Linked DNA regions of Sus scrofa: region 1 is linked to region 2. The links are chromatin contacts, called in public HiChIP or PLAC-seq maps. All regions are on one chromosome and are shown on one strand. Each heading gives the region's core, a stretch centred on a gene start, on an enhancer-like site or on the middle of the called end of the contact. The rest is flanking DNA. Distances are from core to core; before and after follow the strand shown. Region 1 holds the start of EIF4A2 (eukaryotic translation initiation factor 4A2). Region 2 holds the start of TBCCD1 (TBCC domain containing 1).

What was found. HiChIP or PLAC-seq counts read pairs in DNA pulled down with a chosen protein or histone mark.
Region 1: an H3K27ac HiChIP or PLAC-seq map of alveolar macrophages shows a contact between it and region 2. The contact joins the promoter of EIF4A2 here to the promoter of TBCCD1 in region 2. A contact is called at or near these places in 4 of 47 Hi-C or Micro-C datasets (brain, heart right ventricle, liver and 1 more) and 2 of 2 datasets of contacts at active chromatin or transcription factors (alveolar macrophages and skeletal muscle).

What each region holds. Positions count from the first base shown.
Region 1 is chr13:124,580,731-124,584,886 of Sscrofa11.1, forward strand. It overlaps EIF4A2 (eukaryotic translation initiation factor 4A2), which reads left to right and starts at 2,332. Exons shown (of 11, transcript NM_001100195.1): 1 at 2,332-2,395; 2 at 3,223-3,268; 3 at 3,355-3,487; 4 at 3,765-3,904. The coding sequence starts at 2,367.
Region 2 is chr13:124,385,874-124,390,057 of Sscrofa11.1, forward strand. TBCCD1 (TBCC domain containing 1) reads right to left here and starts at 1,945. Exons shown (of 7, transcript NM_001243469.1): 1 at 1,887-1,945. It also overlaps a transcript of DNAJB11 not described here.

The DNA of each region.
Region 1 (4,156 bases), core at 1,082-3,581, 200 kb after region 2:
GCTCAGTGGGTTAAGGATCTGGCGTTGCTGTGGCTGTGGCGTAGGCCAGTGGCTACAGCTCCGATTCGACCCCTAGCCTGGGAACCTCCATAGCCTCAGGTGCGGCCCTGAAAAAGATAAAAACAAACAAACAAACAAACAAAAATGAACCAAAAAAAACCCCACACTCTTTTAAGGTTTTGTTACTCTTTTCCATGTCATACTGACAAATCTGTACTAATTCCTTGATTCCTTTGGTGAATGTTGGCTTACAGTTGCTAGATGGGTTTACAATTCGTCAGCGGAGGCTATTGAAGGGCAGAACTAAACTAGATGGCTCACGTAGTGAAAGAAGCAGAATTTTAGCATTGTTTGCAGTGTAAATGGCCTCACATGCTCCAGGTTAGCACGGAAACGTTTGTCCTTGACCTAGAGGTGGCTATCTAATTTTAGATCTCAGGTAAGTAGAAAAGTTTCTTTTAACAGTGAGAGTATGCTCTGTGTTGATATGCAAAACTTTGTTAATGTGTATGTTTTCTTTGGATCTTTATCTCACTTTTTACTTACTATTAAGTACTTAGCAAATGTGGTAAGCACAGCATTTATTAGAAATACATTGTAGAGCTGCAGGCAATGTATCCGGATTTTTGCTGGATTTTGGATTAGGAAGTTTTTCTTTGACCTAAACCCGGAGTTTGGCCCTTGATTATTTCCTGTTAAAGAGACTCTGGAAATCCCCCATATTATGAAACAGTAGCTAGACCTAAAGAAAACATTCAACAATTAACACCTAATTGTTGATTGACTTCACCCTATAGACTCAAGTGGACTAAGTTGTTGGCTACTTTTCTGATTTAGTATTTCCTTCAGTTTCCTGGATCCCAGGAGATTTTTAGTAGATTTTGGATGAGCCAACAAGGATTTCTGCTTTCTATTCTCAGACAATGTATGGCATTATCACAAATTTGGACTTGAACATTATAAAGGGATGGTTAAGGAGCAGCATCACTAGACTGCAGGCGAAGACACTGTCATCTGGGTATTAGTTCTTGTCAGTTTCTGGCACAACAATTTTCAAGCAAATGATTTTTTTTTTTTTGGAAAAAATGTGGCATTTAGAAGCAAGCATCATACTGAATATAGTACACAAATATAGAAAATTAAGTCATTTTTCCTGTTATCAGACTTTATGTTGGCAGTCTGATTTAATGGTAAAAGGTTTTCTTGAGTAATTGTGATATTTTGCAGTATGGGTAGGATTGTATTTCAAAGTTAAATGACTATATATATTAATTTTTGTTTTGTTTTTACTAATGAGTATGGGTTAGGGCTATAGTTGAAAGCCTCTGGAGCTTTAAGGGTTACAATGCTCTCAATATCAATAAATCAACATTCATTATATATAAGCAATTAAAATTCAAAAAGCCTTTTGGAAAAAAAAAAAATGACCGGAAGCAAAACTTATGTAGTCCCAAAGCGGCACGGAGCTGTACTTGCCAGAAGCATCCACTTAAATTCCTGAATTACAGGAAAAATTACCCTTCTATTTGCCAGTTTACAATGATTTTATCAGGCATTGCTCACACCTGTTAAAATTTATAACCTTTATTTTTAAAAGGCAGTGAGAGAAGAGGCAACATAAGAAAGGAGTTGGCTACTCCAGAGACAATTTGCAGAGGACCCTACACATTTCTTCTCGCCCTGCACGATGTACGGTAAAGCGGATCTCCTGTGACACGCTGGGCGGCCGACATTTTCCGCAGCGCGAGTTTCACACTGTCAAGGTCTGTATGGATGTTAAACGCTCGTGTCAAAGGCCAGGCGGCTCTTTACCTTCGCGTTAAGTAGCGGCGCGAACAGGCGGAATAGCCCGATTGCCCTCCAGTGCGGAGTATGGCCGTGCCTACACCTTCCGCACCGAGCACGGCGAGCACAGCGAGGTTCCCTGGCTCGCCTGCGGAGAAACCGGGGCCACCCAGCTTCCAAGGGGCCCCGAGCTTCCGCCTCCCGGTCCTGCCCGGCGCCCCGGCCGCCTCTGCTCGAGGGACGCGGAAACCCCGTAGGAGCAGGGCGGGCAGGGAACGCGAACCTAGCTACTGCTTGCTGCAATATTCTTCCGCCGCGGGTCAAAGAGTCCCAACCTTCCCCCAGGGTCCTGGGATTTTCAACAACCCTGGAATATCGACACATAATCAAATTTGAATTTTCTTAATGATTTGCTTCGAATATTTTCTGAGATAAGCATCCCAGGATCACAATTTTGTGACTGGCCGAAGAGCGACAGTAAAATTCCTCCGCGGAAAACGGGTTCCGGCCGCGAGCCTATAAAAAACGGGTGGTGCGGCCCGGCTGTCTTTTCAGTCGGGCGCTGAGTGGTTCTTTGGATCATGTCTGGTGGCTCCGCGGATTATAACAGGTATGGCGCTCTCTCCGGTGGTTTTCTATGGTATGGTCCTAAGGCGCCAGAGGAGATGGTAGTAGGCGGTGAGCAGGAAGAGAAGCCCTGGTTCATAGGCGTTGCCTTGGGCCACGGTACTCCTGTGTCCTTCGAGAAGCTTCCATGAAGTGTAGGGCCCGGGTTGTGGGGAGACGAGACGAGGGTAGGAAAACGGGGTGGTTAAAGCGTGTCTTTCCCCGAAGGCGCATTTGAATCGCAGCCGCCCCCCTGCCCCTGCGGAGCCCGGCGTTTAGTGAAAGCCATGGCGCAGCCCGCGGTTGATAGAGTCTAATGGGGCTCGGAGGTTTATTCGCGGCCAGCGGCGCGGCTTGGGCGCGCTAGACGGTGGTGGGGTGGGGGGCAGGACGGCGACGGCGCCCACTGCCCGCGGCTGGAGGCCGGATGGGGCCGCGCCGGCCACGGGGTCCCAATGAGCCGTTGGCTCGCCTCTCCAGGCCTCGGCCCGCGTCAATCACCCCGGCTTGCGCAGTGTTAGGGGCGGAGCTCAGCGCGTGGAGCTCTCGCGAGACGGTCCGCCGCCGAGGGGAGCGCCTGCGCTCGGGCTTGGAGGGGGAGGGCCGGCGTCGGAGGGGCCTTTCCGGGTGTCCTCAGGTCCTAACCTTTGAGCGGGCGCGCGGGACATTGTGTGCCCTGCGGCATCAGCTTCTTCTGCGGCTTTGGGAAGTGGACTCGTGCAGGGGAGGGCGACCTCAAGAGACCGGTTGTGAAAGCGCTTTTTCGCCCATGTGCAGTTGAAGTGGGTTTGGGGAAGGGATTTTCTCTAACTGCAGTGTTTTTGTTGGCAGAGAACATGGCGGCCCAGAGGGAATGGACCCCGATGGTGTCATCGAGGTAAGAAACGTGTGTGGAATTTGAAACTCTGGGAAGGTAAGTGTGTTCGTCCCATTTATTCCTTTTTTTTTTGCCCAAACTTTCAGAGCAACTGGAATGAGATTGTTGATAACTTTGACGATATGAATTTAAAGGAGTCTCTTCTTCGGGGCATCTATGCTTACGGTTTTGAGAAGCCATCAGCTATTCAGCAGAGAGCTATTATTCCTTGTATTAAAGGTAAAAGAATTCGGCTGTTTTTAAAAATGAATTCACTCTTCTGCATAGACCTGGACCGTAAAAGGGAACGTATACCTTCTGGGGGACTAGCACCTATTTGTATTCCAAAAAGTGAAATGATGGCAATCATCTTTCGGGACTGACCTGAAATGAAGAGAATACTCATTGCTGATCACTTGATTATTTGGGCATAATTATGTTCCAAATGGAATACATGGTGTGACTAGAAGTGACGGTTTGCTGTGGGATCGGTAAATATGTATCCTACTTTTTTTAGGGTATGATGTGATTGCTCAAGCTCAGTCAGGTACTGGCAAGACAGCCACATTTGCTATTTCCATCCTGCAACAGTTGGAGATTGAGTTCAAGGAGACCCAAGCACTAGTATTGGCCCCCACCAGAGAACTGGCTCAACAGGTATTGATAGTGTAGTTCAAAAAAACTGCTTGCGTGTTGCATAGGTTTCAGGTTTCACAACTGTGGAGAATTTAAAAGCCTAGTATAAATTGGTCCTACAGAGCCCTCCTTTTAACTGTCCATGCATGCAGGGAGTTATTGTTGAAAGTTAAACAGGAACTGGGTGTGCAGGTATGGTTTGCAAGGTTGTGTAACAGATTGAGAAACTGAAGATTTCTGTTCAGGCTGGACTAGATCTTTTCTCATTTTAAG
Region 2 (4,184 bases), core at 695-3,194:
CGCACCTTTGGCATATGGATGTTCTTTCTAGCTAGAGGTCATTTGGAGCTGCAGCTGCAGGCCTATGCCACAGCCACAGCAGCATCAAATCCATAACCCACTGAGTGAGGCCAGGGATCAAACCCAAATCTTCATGGACACTCTTTTGGGTCCGCTAAGCCACAACAAGAAACTCAGGTACAATATTTTTAGATTTTGCTTTTGTTCATTGTTTGTTCTAACAACAACATATAATTTTCATGGAATATTTATAAAACACCTAAAAAGAAGGGAGGGAAATCATCCACAGTCCAAACACCAAGGGAAACTAGCTAATATTTTTACTGTATTTCCTATCCATGTTTTTTTTCCTACAGACTGGATGTTAGCTTTTGAATTTTCACAGTTGTGATGATACCATATATTCTGTAATACAGTTCTATATAATTTTAAAAGCTTAATAGCACTCTAAATAAATGTATTCCAGTTTATTCAATTGATCTATTTTCAGACACTTTGTAGATTTAAAATTTTTCACAAAAACGATACGCAAAATATTGACCATTGTTGATGCTGAATAATGAACACATGAGGGTATATGAACCTACTACTACCTTTACTTTTGTGTATGTTAAAATTTTCTACTCTAAAAAGTTAAATGTTTTCACTATTATAAATGATGGTATAATTACCACTTTCTGTATATTTTTTGCATTATGATTACTTTCCGGAGAAAAATTTCAGATGTGCATTTATGAAAAGAAGTAACTGACACTTCTGAAGCTCGTGACATATATTTCCATTACTTTCCAAAATGCTATCATATTGTTCCATCATTTGATCAAGGTACCATCTTCAAAACACACACCTCAGTATTAAGATCATTAAAAAAAAAAAACCTTTATATGAATGGATGAAAAATGTTTTATTCCTATCATTATGTCTTACATTTACTCTAAAAATTGTGTTTCTTTTGGGAATTACCTGTTCAAAAAATAAATGACGTCAATTGAGTGCTTGCTATATGCCGGGTAGCATTCTAAATGTTTTATGTTCTTCACCTCCTTTCATCCTCATAACTACCTACAGATAAATATGATTTTCCCTATTTTCAGAAGAGAAAACCGAGGCTTAGAAAAGTCAAGGAACTTACCCAAAGTCACATACTGGAATTGGCAGAGACCTGGATTAGAATTCAAGTTTGACTTGAGAACTGTTACTTATACAAATGTGCTTTAGGAACTCAGTTGTGGGAGAATCTAGAAAACGGGAGTGAATACAGAAGAGAATTACCAGAATGAGTGGCCTTAAATAGAAGGCCAGGTAAGGGCCAGGTGAAGGGTCATGGAACCATGAACCCAAAAGATGGGAGTGACAGGATAAATGGTAGCTGTCTTTGAACTTGGGAATGGCTTAGCGTCGCTCTTAATAATACCAGACAATGAAAGTTCTGTGAGGAAGATCTTAGGCTGCTCTGTGAAGTACTGACCTCCGCCCCTGAAGAGTGCAATCAAAGGACAGGTCCTGGAGAAGAACTCTCTATTCTAACCACCAAATTCGAGTGGGCTAAATTCGTAAACATTAAACTGGTGTTCCTTCCCTCTTCAAAAGCTCCCCTGGGATGCGCTGGGATCCAGGTTTCTCAGGCGGGGAGATGGGCGTGAGGCCCGAGCCTCCCTCCCGTGGCTTGGCCACCACTTTGGCCGCTGTCCAGGGTAGGACGCGGTCCTGGACCGGACGCCGGGTGGGCCGCCCGGGTGATCGGATTTTGAGAACTGACAAGCCCCAGCCGACTGGGTCTGTAGCGGACCCAAGACCCGGAGAACGCGAAGCTGGCCTCCCCGGCCCAAGCCTGAAACGGGACCGGCCCTCCCCGCCCTCCGTTGCGCCTAACTGCGCGCGGTTACCTGCGATGGCAGGGGCCGCTCCGCCGAACCTCTCCGTAAGCGGCCGCGCCTCGAACGCCAGACCCGCCCAGTGCCGGCTGCTCACCCACTGCGCATGCGTAAGGCACCAATGAGCTCCGGAGGACTACGTTGCTAGAGAGGCCCAGTGCTTCTTCCGCGGTCTGGGAAACTCTTGACCTCGAGTGCTGGATGCTGGAACTTGTAGCTAGATCTCATCGCTTTCTGGTGTCGCGCCTTTCAACTCAGGGTAGTTTTCTATTGCTCCACAGAGCTGTGGTCAGCCACTTAGCTGCTGGTAAGGTCAGCACGCTTTGATCAGTAATGATTATGATAATGACGGCTTACTGTGGGCGGGGCACCGATTAAAGCATCTTTACTTATTTCATCTCATTCCTAAGAGCCCTCTAAGGGAAGTACATTTGTTTTACTGATAAGGAATCTAGGACTTAGGTGAAAGTAACACTGCCAGAGACTAGCTAAGATACAGACCCAGACTCTCTGAAGCGAGAGCCCGCAAGGTTATCTCCTTAACTGTATATTAGCTTTTCCACCATGTTGCCGCCTTCAAGAAGCTTTTTGGCTTTCACCCAGCAGAAGAACATCACTTCTTCCTCTAACCTCCATTTTATGATTTCTGGCCATTTCCTGCTTTCTTAGTTCGTTTATGGCCTCTAGGCGTGGAAGGTACAAAGGTAAATAAGACCATAAGATGCAATTTAGTTTCTCTTTTTTGTGGCCTCTCTCTTCTAGAGGGCATCTTCCTGAAAGCAGTAACCTGGTCTACCTCTTACCTCTCTGTATTGTGTCTGACTCAGTGCTAGGCACTAGGATTTAGAGTAGTGAACAAACTAGATAAGGTCCTTGCTTTCTTCGAGTGTATATTTTAACAGGGAGAATAGATAATACATTAGGAAAATAAAATGGAATAATCCCATTGTGACTCAGCAGGTTAAGAACCCGACATAGTATCCGTGAGGATTGGAGTTCGACCCTTGGCCTCGTTCAGTGGTTTAAGGATCTGGTGTTGCTGCAAGCTGTGGAGTTTGGTTGCAGATGTGGCTGGGATCTGGTGTGGCTGTGGCAGTGGCTAGGCCTGCAGCTTCAGCTCTGCTTTGACCCCCTAGCCCGGGAACTTAACATATGCTGCAGGTGTGACTGTAGAAAGAAAAAAAAAACTCCAGGTATTAGTAAGTGCTACGAAATTTGGGAAAAAGGATGGATATCTAATCTGAGCTGAGGCTTGAAGAATAAGAAACCAGCACAGGAAGATCACAGTGGAAGGGATGTTTATACTCTGTGGCAGGCTCTGTTCTAAGTTGCTGTTCTAGACAGCTGTGAACAGAACAGTCCAGATTCATGCTCTCCTGAAATTGGCATTCCAGCGTGTGTTAGTAATGGGGACAGGATGAAAATAATTTTAAAAAATAGGGCAATATAAGAATAGGGACTTGGTAGGGGTTAATTTTGATTGGTTGGTCAGAGAAGTCTTCTGTGAGGTGGTAAATTTAAGCTGTTATCTGAGTTTAAAAAGGAGTCACCTATGTTAGGATCTGAGGGAAAAGCATTTTAGGCAAGAGAACAGCTAGAACAAAGCCCCTATAGGAATGAACTTGGTGTATTCAGAAGAGAGAAAGGAAAAGTGTCTTGCTGAAAGGTGGTAAGGAGTATGTACTAGGTGAGGGTACAGATCATATAAGGGTTTTGTTCTTTTTCCCCCAGGTTTATTGAGAAATGTTTCTATAAGCTAGCATAAAGAGTTGGGAGCTTACTCTAAGTGTAATGAAAAGCCATCCACAGCTTTTAAGTAGAGAAATGACATGACCTGACATGTTTGTTAAAAATCATGCAGAAAAAGGGGAGGCGGTGAGAAAAGAAGCTAAGATAACTAGGAGTGAAGGCAGGGAGACCACTTAGGAAGCCCTTGCCACATGGGAGATGATGTGAGATCACTTGGCTCAGAGATGTGGAGATGGAGACTTGCAGACGGATTCAGGATATGGTTTCAAGATTCAGGATATGGTTTCAAGGTAAAGCTCTGAATAGGGGATAGAGGAGAGGTATCAAAGAAGACAAAGTTTTAACGTGAACAACTAGGTGGTGCGTTTACTGAAATGAGCAAAACTAAGCCCGGGGGTGGGGGATTAGTATTCTCTTAACTGTAATTAATATTCTTTGTGTGCTTACTATGTGCCAGTACTAGATGGTTTACAGATTTTCTCCTATTAAAATTTCACAACACTACCAGTAAACACTTTGCCTCAGGTTTGTCGATAAGGAAGTTTGCGCTTGATCCGAGGA